Regions from separate parts of the Hordeum vulgare genome. Here region 1 is linked to region 2. A link is a contact called in public Hi-C data. All regions are on one chromosome and are shown on one strand. Each heading gives the region's core, a stretch centred on a gene start, on an enhancer-like site or on the middle of the called end of the contact. The rest is flanking DNA. Distances are from core to core; before and after follow the strand shown. Region 1 has its middle 190 kb from the start of LOC123430620. Region 2 holds the start of LOC123430620 (brassinosteroid-responsive RING protein 1-like).

What was found. Hi-C and Micro-C count contacts between places; a contact is called where the count stands out from the background.
Region 1: a contact with region 2 is called in a Hi-C map of leaf, with 5 times the contacts expected there. The contact joins the enhancer-like site here to the promoter of LOC123430620 in region 2. A contact is called at or near these places in 2 of 6 Hi-C or Micro-C datasets (leaf and seedling).

The regions. Positions count from the first base shown.
Region 1 is chr2H:581,795,707-581,800,062 of MorexV3_pseudomolecules_assembly, forward strand. No RefSeq gene overlaps it. Among protein-coding and RNA genes, the nearest start is that of LOC123430620, 190 kb to the left of the region's middle. Within about 2 kb of position 1,280, at least 1 of the 3 cell types and tissues checked has open chromatin away from gene starts, as enhancers often do. A contact at or near this core is called in leaf, where this site is marked.
Region 2 is chr2H:581,600,777-581,605,081 of MorexV3_pseudomolecules_assembly, forward strand. It overlaps LOC123430620 (brassinosteroid-responsive RING protein 1-like), which reads left to right and starts at 2,177. Exons shown (of 1, transcript XM_045114472.1): 1 at 2,177-3,136. The coding sequence starts at 2,265. The coding sequence ends at 2,882.

The DNA.
Region 1 (4,356 bases), core at 30-2,529, 190 kb after region 2:
GAGAGGTCGCATTCGCTCCGGGTCGACATCATTGTTGAGTGGCCGCTCTACAACAACATGAATGCGGGTAGTTGTCGAAAGGGATGAACGCGCGTGAGCAGGTGAATGATTTTGGGTGGACCAGGACAATCAGGCGCGGGTGTGGCAGCGGTCCGGAAGCCGACAATCCACCCCTCCAACTTTTTCTCCCGTTACGGGGAAAAAGAGCATCGGACCATCAAGCGGATCGATACAGGATCACGTTGAATGGCTTCTGGAGTTTAGACCGCACGGTCTAACAGTTTGAGGGTTAGTGTTGTGGACGCCCTTAGAGCCCATAGTACTCAACTTCGTTGTAGCGGAAATAAATAGGGATTGGCTAGATGTTTGGTGACTGAAAATTCAATTTGGGTCATGCGAGTCTTTATGAGCCGTTGGATGGAGGATCGTAGATGGGCTTTTTCAACCTATGAAAATGGATCACTCTACATCATCCGATTTCTGAACCGTCGAGCCACCACACACACAACCGCATGTTGTCGTCGCCCCTGACGGGTGGCGCTCCTGCGTCAACCTCACCGTCGTTGTCCGGCTGTCCCCTCAACCTTCGCCCGCCACCGTGCCGCTGCCGCTGGCCATGTATCAATTTTTCCGGTGACCTGCACCCCACCCCAACACCCATAAGATAGATAAGCGGTAGCCCGCCACCTATGATAGATAGTTGGGTCGCCTTTCACCCTAAGATGACCCAAAGGCCTTCTCCAACGAGTCGGCAACTGCTTCTTCTTTCCTACCAAAACCGATTGACCTAAATTTGATTTCCAGGTGAATTACAAGTAGCTATTGTGAAATAAACATGACAGGGAAGGGGCCCATGTTACTCCGGACCGGAAGGCCTTCCGCTCATGACACGAAAGGAACGAATTCCTGAAAGCAATCGTGGTAGGTCAGAGGCTGGCGACCCTAGCGATCCATCATCCATCGTTTGTCGCCCTCCACCACCCGACGGTGCACCTCTCTTCCTCCCCCAACAAGTGAAGCGAAAGCAATGCACGCAGCGCGAGCCAATGCGCATTTGCGTCCCGGGCTACAGGGGATAAGAATGAATAATCGAACCCTCCGCTGCGGTCGATCTCGGCAGGCGTCGACGCCACCGGCCGTCGGCATCAGCTTTAGCGCCTGCCCGATCCGCCGGATCCGCGGTGCCACCAACGTGTTGTCCTCGCGGCCCTGTCCAGGTCACGGCCTCTTCGTGGGCGCCCTGCGCCCGGCATCCACGTCCTCGGCGTAGCGTATCGCCAGGAGAAAGAGAGAGATCCGTCGGGCATAGCACAACATTTCCCTGTGGTTATCATCGCATTGCAGTTCAGAGTCGTTCGAGCAACGATTTGCACGTAGCGTTCGGCTTAACGTGTCCCGGTCCAGGGGAATCGCGCATGTGGAAAACTATCTGCAACACCCGTTCGCGGACGGACACGTGCTCTGAAAATTACTGGCGACAGTGAGTGTGTGCCTGAACCGAGCGACACCTGCCGAACTGCTCAAAGACATTGTGAGGCCGAGGCTCATTCCAATCGTGCTTGATTAGGCGTCTGATCTAGTGGCCATGAAAGATGCAACTCCAGATGACACTGCTCGATGACATTGTGAGGCCGAAGGTCATGCGCCGTCCGTCTTGTCTCATTTTCCGTTGAGCAGTAGTGGCTGAGAAAAAAACACGGCTGGTTGGGCACGCTTGGACATTCCATGAGCTAGCGAATCCGAAATAGTGTACATGGATATCTGTCGCCATCTCGCAAGCTGCATCTTGATTGTTTTATTTATTTTTGCGGGCTTGCATCTTGAAATATCGTCGTACGAGTATCTCAACGATGATGGCCTGACGGAGGATCTTGTCTGTCCCTCGCTCTCTACCAGACAGACTGCAAGGTGCGCAGAGCACATGTCAACACAAGATGATGGCTCGGACTTGCTTCCACGACAATTAAGACCGAAATATTCCCTCATAAGAAACTGTCAACACAAGATCGTATGAGATCAGATGGTACATGACAGGCGAATACAATTTCCATGCCCTCGTGATGTTGGTTTGCCAGCAGACACACAAATAAGATTCCGTAAACCGGGCGGTTCCTCTTGCTATGTTGTCCGATCCATGAAGCCAAGTAAGTTTATGTGTTAAACATCAAGATGTAACCTACACTGTCAGGTTATTAGTAAGTCTTCTAAAAAAATTCATTACGCGTCTACATACAAAGCAAAATGAGTAAATATCTACTCTAAAATATGTCTATATACATCCGTATGTAGTCCATTAATGGAATCTCTATAAAGACTTATATTTAGGAACAGAGGGAGTAGGAAGTAAACTCATCTAAATTTTTTTGAGGGGGAGTAAACTCATCTAGATGAGATATCATTTGATCTCATTTACGTAACATCAGCTGACATCACCCTTTCTTGTTGCAGCCCGTTTCATTGGCAGGCCCCAATCAGAGTTGTTTCTTGTTCACTGGGCAAATGCGCTGGTTCTTGGTTTTATTTTTTCAATTTGCTTATGGGCTTGGGGACCTGAGTAACGGGTCTTTTGGAACGTTTATGGGCTTGCACCAATTAAGTGGTTGTTGGTGTGCCGCTACGGCCACTACAACAATACAAATGAATAATTTTTCATCTATATAAGAAGTGAATATTTTTCCTTAGAATTTTCACTAGTTCTGTTTTTTGTTCCTTTTTATCCAAACTTGAGCTCACGTCCAGCTTAAAAGGTTTTATTTTATCGATTAATTGCTGTATACATGTAGCTCGATTGGGTTTGTATACATGCTTTGTTTTGCCCCGATGGATAAAAATGTAGTCTTGTAAACTTTTCATGCGATTACAATTTTCAAAATATTTTTTCCTTTGGTTAGTTCCTTCTCGTTATCATTTCCTATTTTTAAAATTATACTAAAACAGAATAAAATAAATATGACTTAAAAGAAAACCTTTTTAAGCGAATTGACGTAAACAAAAACCTAGTTGCACATGCTCTTTATTGTACGCAATTATGTGTGTGTTGCGACCTATGTAATCAGGTTCGTACAGGTTTGACTCATGTAACTCACGCACATACGAAAAGAATATGTAAAACATATAACAAAAAATAACACGAAAATAAAAAAACAGGCCGGCATCAGTTACGCGTTGTTCTAATGGTTGCAGTTTGTGCATGTGTGCATCGTGCAAAAAAAAAAAAAAAAAAAGATAAATGAAGAAGAACCAAAAATAATAAAAAAAAGTAGAAAAAACAAAAAAAAAAGATAAAAATAAGTGAGCATCGCGAGCCCAACTGATTAAGTATTTGTATGCTATTATTCAAAAGATGTTTCATCACTTTTTTAGAAAATATTCACAGTGTATTCAAAATTGTCACGACATATTTGAAAATACGTTCATAACTTATTCAAAAATATTCACCGCATTTTAATAAAGGTCATCACGTATCTAAAAAATGTTCATGTTGTTTATAACACTTGCAATTGCATGTGTCATGGTCGACATGCAAGTCACCCGACAACCATTTCGTGCAGCAAGTTACAATGTTGTACCGAGTGCAATTGTAGTCGGGTTACAACATTTTTGGTTGCACGTTTACTAGTGAACATGCAATCCCCCTCCCCCCATTCGACCCTAGTTGCAGTCACTTTGTGCATGTGTAGTTGCAGCTGGATTGCAACACATACAGTTGGATATCTAGTTATAGACATGCAACTGGTTCCAACAAACTTCCCTCTCAACCCCATTTGGAGTCGTTTTTGTGCACAAGCAATTGCAATCGGGCTATGATGCTTGTGATTGCATGTTTATTGGTGGACATGCAACTGACCTGACAAACCCCGTCCCGATCCCAATTGCAGTCACTTTGTGCCCATGTAGTTGTTGTCAGGTTACAACCCTTGTAATTGCATGTCTAGTGTTGTACATGCAACTGGACCGATAACACCCTCCCCATCCCATTGTAGCCTCTTTATGTATCGTGCAGTTGTAGTCGGGTTTCAATGCTTGTAATTTCATGTCTATCGGTGGACATGCAACTATCTTGATAACCCCTGTCCCGGTCGTAGGTACAGTCTTTTTCCATCCGATGAAGTTGCAGCCGAGTTAAAATGTTTGCACTTGCATGTCTGGTGTTGGACATGCAATTGTTCCGACAACCCCTTTGCACCCAATGCAATTGCAACTCGATTACATAGTTTTTAGTTGCATATCTAGTGGTGGACATGCAAACAAACCGACAACCCTCCTCCAACCCCAATTGCAGTCAATTTATACCCACATAGTTGCAATCATGTTAGAATGCTTGGAGTTGCATTTCTATTTGTGCACATACAACGA
Region 2 (4,305 bases), core at 927-3,426:
TATGTGCAATTCTTCCCAAAGCACCATCATTTCCAAACATCAGGTTGTAAAGTGGTTCCTCTTCTACTGTACCTCTTCCAAACATTAGTTATCCATAGTTTGCATCTCATCGTTGAAGTCTACCATCGAATCTGAAGAGGACCCCTCATGAAGACGTTTCGATGCACCACAATCCACAACAAGGTTGCCCCATAGCCTAGGCATACTAAATCCACAACAATAGTGTTTGTATGATAGCCACTCATTGCACTGTCCAATATCAATCTACTTTTCCCTACAATCAGACATTCTTCACACTCTCCTAGATTCCCCATCAAAACCCCCCACAAGCACCAATGGATGTGTTGACATGTTGGTCAACCCATATGATCACCAACCTCTCAATCCCTCCCTTAAAAACGACCCGAATCATTGAACCCGTGCGCCAAAACGGATGATCGTCGTTACCATCAAAACCTAGTGAAACAGGGGAAAGAAACTTCGTCGCAAGCGGCGGGGAAAGAGGGAATCGACACATACCATACGTCGGCGGGAACTCGGCCACGATCCGTATGACCGGCCACATACCACTTCCCTCGCCTCCGACGGTTTCAAACCGATGCACTGTCGATCAACCCGGAGAGCTCGAGGAGAGACCGAGGGGGACGGAAAGGCAAGGGTTATGGGAGGGTTGGCGGGGCAGTTTGATGAGTCCGCGATAATATGGAGATCCTCTTGAAATATTTTCATACGCGCTAACAATCCACCTTTCATGTTTTTATTTGTAAAACGAACAGAGTGTGGACGTGTCACATTCCGACTTGGCATGCCACATGCGCCGATTCAGGTTGTTTTGTAGTCAACTCTTACAACAAACAAGTTCGTGTATGAGTTTTATGGGGTTTTGAAATTTATGTATGAATTTGTTAATTTTGAGCAAGGTATTGTATCCTGGATGTAATTAGCTCAAATATAAATGCAGGCGTTAATCATATAACTAAAGCACAAATAGTATCCAACCAAAGGTGTGTTTGTAACTAATATACTCTCTCTGTTCGTAAATATAAGTCTTTCTAGAGATTTCATTAATTGACTATATACAAAACAAAATGAGTGAATCTACACTCAAAAATATGTCTATATGCATTCATATATAGCCTTCTATTAAAATCTCTAAAAAATATATATTTAGAAACAAATGAAGTACTGACCAATATCAACGTGGGTTGCATGTGCGTATTACTAGTAATGTTTAGCAGATAATTAATATCATACCCAAATATAAGCACCAGTTTTAATCACATAATTAAAGCACAAATAGTATCATACCCCTAATATATACTCCATCCGTTCTTAAATATAAGTCTTTTAAAAGATTTTATTAGGGTCTACATATGAAGTAAAAATAAATGAACTTATACTCTAAAATATGTCTATATTTATCCGTATATAGTTTCTTACTGAAACTTCTAAAGAGGCTTAGGGCGTGCTTGGAATGCGTGTAAGATTATACCTCCGGATTTAGTTACACTTGTATAATACCGGCCACAGTGTAACTGTTGCCTGGAAGAAAAACGAGGTGTGTATCATTTTACACGTGTATTCAGTGTCCAAACGATAGAACCCTTATATTTAGGAACGGAGAGAGAGTATATTGCCTACTATCAACAGACATTGCATGTATACATGTACTATTAATTTTGAAATACACATGATTTCTACTACGCACACCGTGCAATTAGACGGAGGGCACCAAGGATGAACGTGTGTATCTACGGTACGGGTACATGCACCGGGGTCAGGAAGAAGGGTGCAGTGCACGCACCCGTACACCCGCCCGTTTCCGTTGCCAACGTGCAGTGCACCGACCGTTGAGGGCACACCAAGTTTGTGGGGGTCAGCAGGCGAGCGGACCACGCGCGCGGTGACACCCGGCCCGGCGGCGGGGTTTGCCAGTCGGTCAGTGAGCCACACCGACCCGCGAGGGTGCTGGCCGGGACTGGGAGTCGGTCATCGGGTCAGGGTCGCGCGCACGACGCACCACGCCCAACCCCGACCGGACGCACGCCCCACCCCGGCCCCGGCTCTTTCCGCGTCACCCCGCCCCGCTCCTTGGCTTTTATATAAGCCGTCCTCGCCTCGTCTCGGCCTCCCCACCACGCCTGCCACCACCACCACCACCACCATCGTCCCCTCACACTTGCCCCTCACCCTCCCTGCCGAGACCAGGCCACATCCGTCAGCAGGCGGCGCGCGCGGACGTTTCTCCTCGGCAGACGACAAGCATGGGCTTCCCGGTCGGCTACTCGGAGCTGCTGCTCCCCAAGCAGCTGCTCCACCTCCTCCTCCTGCTCGGCTACCTCCGCCGCTTCCTCCTCTGGGCCTTCGACGCCGTCGGCCTCGGCGACCTGCTGGATCTCGGGGACGAGCACCTGGCGCAGGACCACGCGCGGCTCGCCGACCACGCCGCCGCGGACGCGCTGCTGCTGCAGCAGCACCACCGCCGGCCCGAGTTCCGCCCCGTCACGGCGATGGTCATCGAGGAGGTGCTGCCCGTGGTGCGGTTCGACGAGCTGGACGCCGCCGCGTGCGTCGACGGGGACTGCGCCGTCTGCCTCAGCGGCATCGGCGGCGGCGACGAGGTGCGCAGGCTCACCAACTGCCGCCACGCCTTCCACCGGGGCTGCCTGGACCGCTGGATGGAGCACGACCAGCGCACCTGCCCGCTCTGCCGCGCCCCGCTCATCCCCGACGACATGGCCGGCGCGCTCTGGGCCTCCGCCGCCGGCGTGCCCGACGCCTCCGACTTCGACTTCTTCTACCTGGGCGCCTCGGTGCCCACCACCCCGACGCTGCTGCGGCCGCACGAGCTGCTGCTCACCGGCCTCGGCGGCTACCAGTGAGTGAGCCCCCCCGATTCGGTCCAGGCAATCTGCCGCCGCCGCCCAGAATGCGCAATTTTACAAGACTGAATTGGTCTCCGCGTCCGGACGCCGGCGAGCTGCCTGGCCCCAACCGTGTAAATAGGGGAAATGAGTAAAGTAACTGCCCCCAAAAGGGGCTAGGAGATTAGATTCCTGTTATGCATAGCTAGATTCCATCTTCCAACTTTGCGGAGCTGTGGATCTTTCTGCCAATTAAATTTGTTCAGTTATTATCTAGGCGTTTCGGGTGCAAAAATTGGGCCCTCTGTTTCTTCTCTTTCTTTCCCGTGTTGCTCATCAGCTCGTTCAGCTGTTTATTACTACAGCAGTAGTAGTGTATGGATTTAGAAAGGCTTCATCAACGTCCCGTGTATGGAGCAGTAGGATTTTACATCATCTGAGGAGAAACAACCCTGGCGCAATTGGGTCGTGTTCTGAAACCATATGCATCCTGGCAAGTGGCAGGAAATATTGGCTCCGACAGTAGAGCCGCAGTCTTTCCTTGATTGGATCTACTCCTACTATAGTACCGTTGTTATTGCTACAACTGCTCACACTGAAACCCATGCACTAGGGCAGTGGAGGAATGTTCTGGAACGGTAAATTGGTAGCCTCAATGTATTTTTACTCTGGCACATGAAGATATGTCCGAAGTCGACTATATCTATATGAAAAAAAAATGTAAAAATATTGCTGTATGCGAAGTAAGAAAGACAGGAGGAAGCAGCGGCACTGTATTTTCTCTTAAAAGTTAAATCAACTGGTTGACTGCTTGAAAAACCAGACGGCCGAGAGGCGAGAATTCAATCCAACGCACGCGTGGGGCCTCCATTCTCAACGGAAGGAAATGGTTCATCACATTCCTCCGGTTGGAGTAGGAGCATGACTAGTCTATACTCTTTGGCAGCTGGACAGGGACAGAGTAGGGGAACCGACGCATCGCACGCCATCTTGACCTGGCTGACGGACGGGGAGCGTGCGTAGCGTACGTGCACGAGCGCGAGAGCTGGAAATTTTCAACGCGGGGGACAGCAGCCGATGACGACGAGAGCTCGGATCTGCGTTAAGGCAAAGGCCAAGGGGACGAAGGAAAGCAAAATTTCAGACGTAGAAGCAAGCTGCCTGCCAGCCTACCAACGTAGTACAGCGACCAGGCGTCCAGGTAAACCGCACCTCTTATTCTAGTGTGCGTGAGCGTACGCAATCTGCAGACAGGCGGGTAGAAAAATTGCGCTCGGTGTCGCTCGGAAAGCTTTTGGACAGGTGTGGCGCAGATAGGCTCTACCTGTAACGCACGGCCGGGGCCATCGATCATAGGCGCCCCGTACCGCACGCACGCACGCACGCACGCACGCTCATTCGTTCGTTCGGGAGCACCGAAAGATGGACGAGGACTGGATCG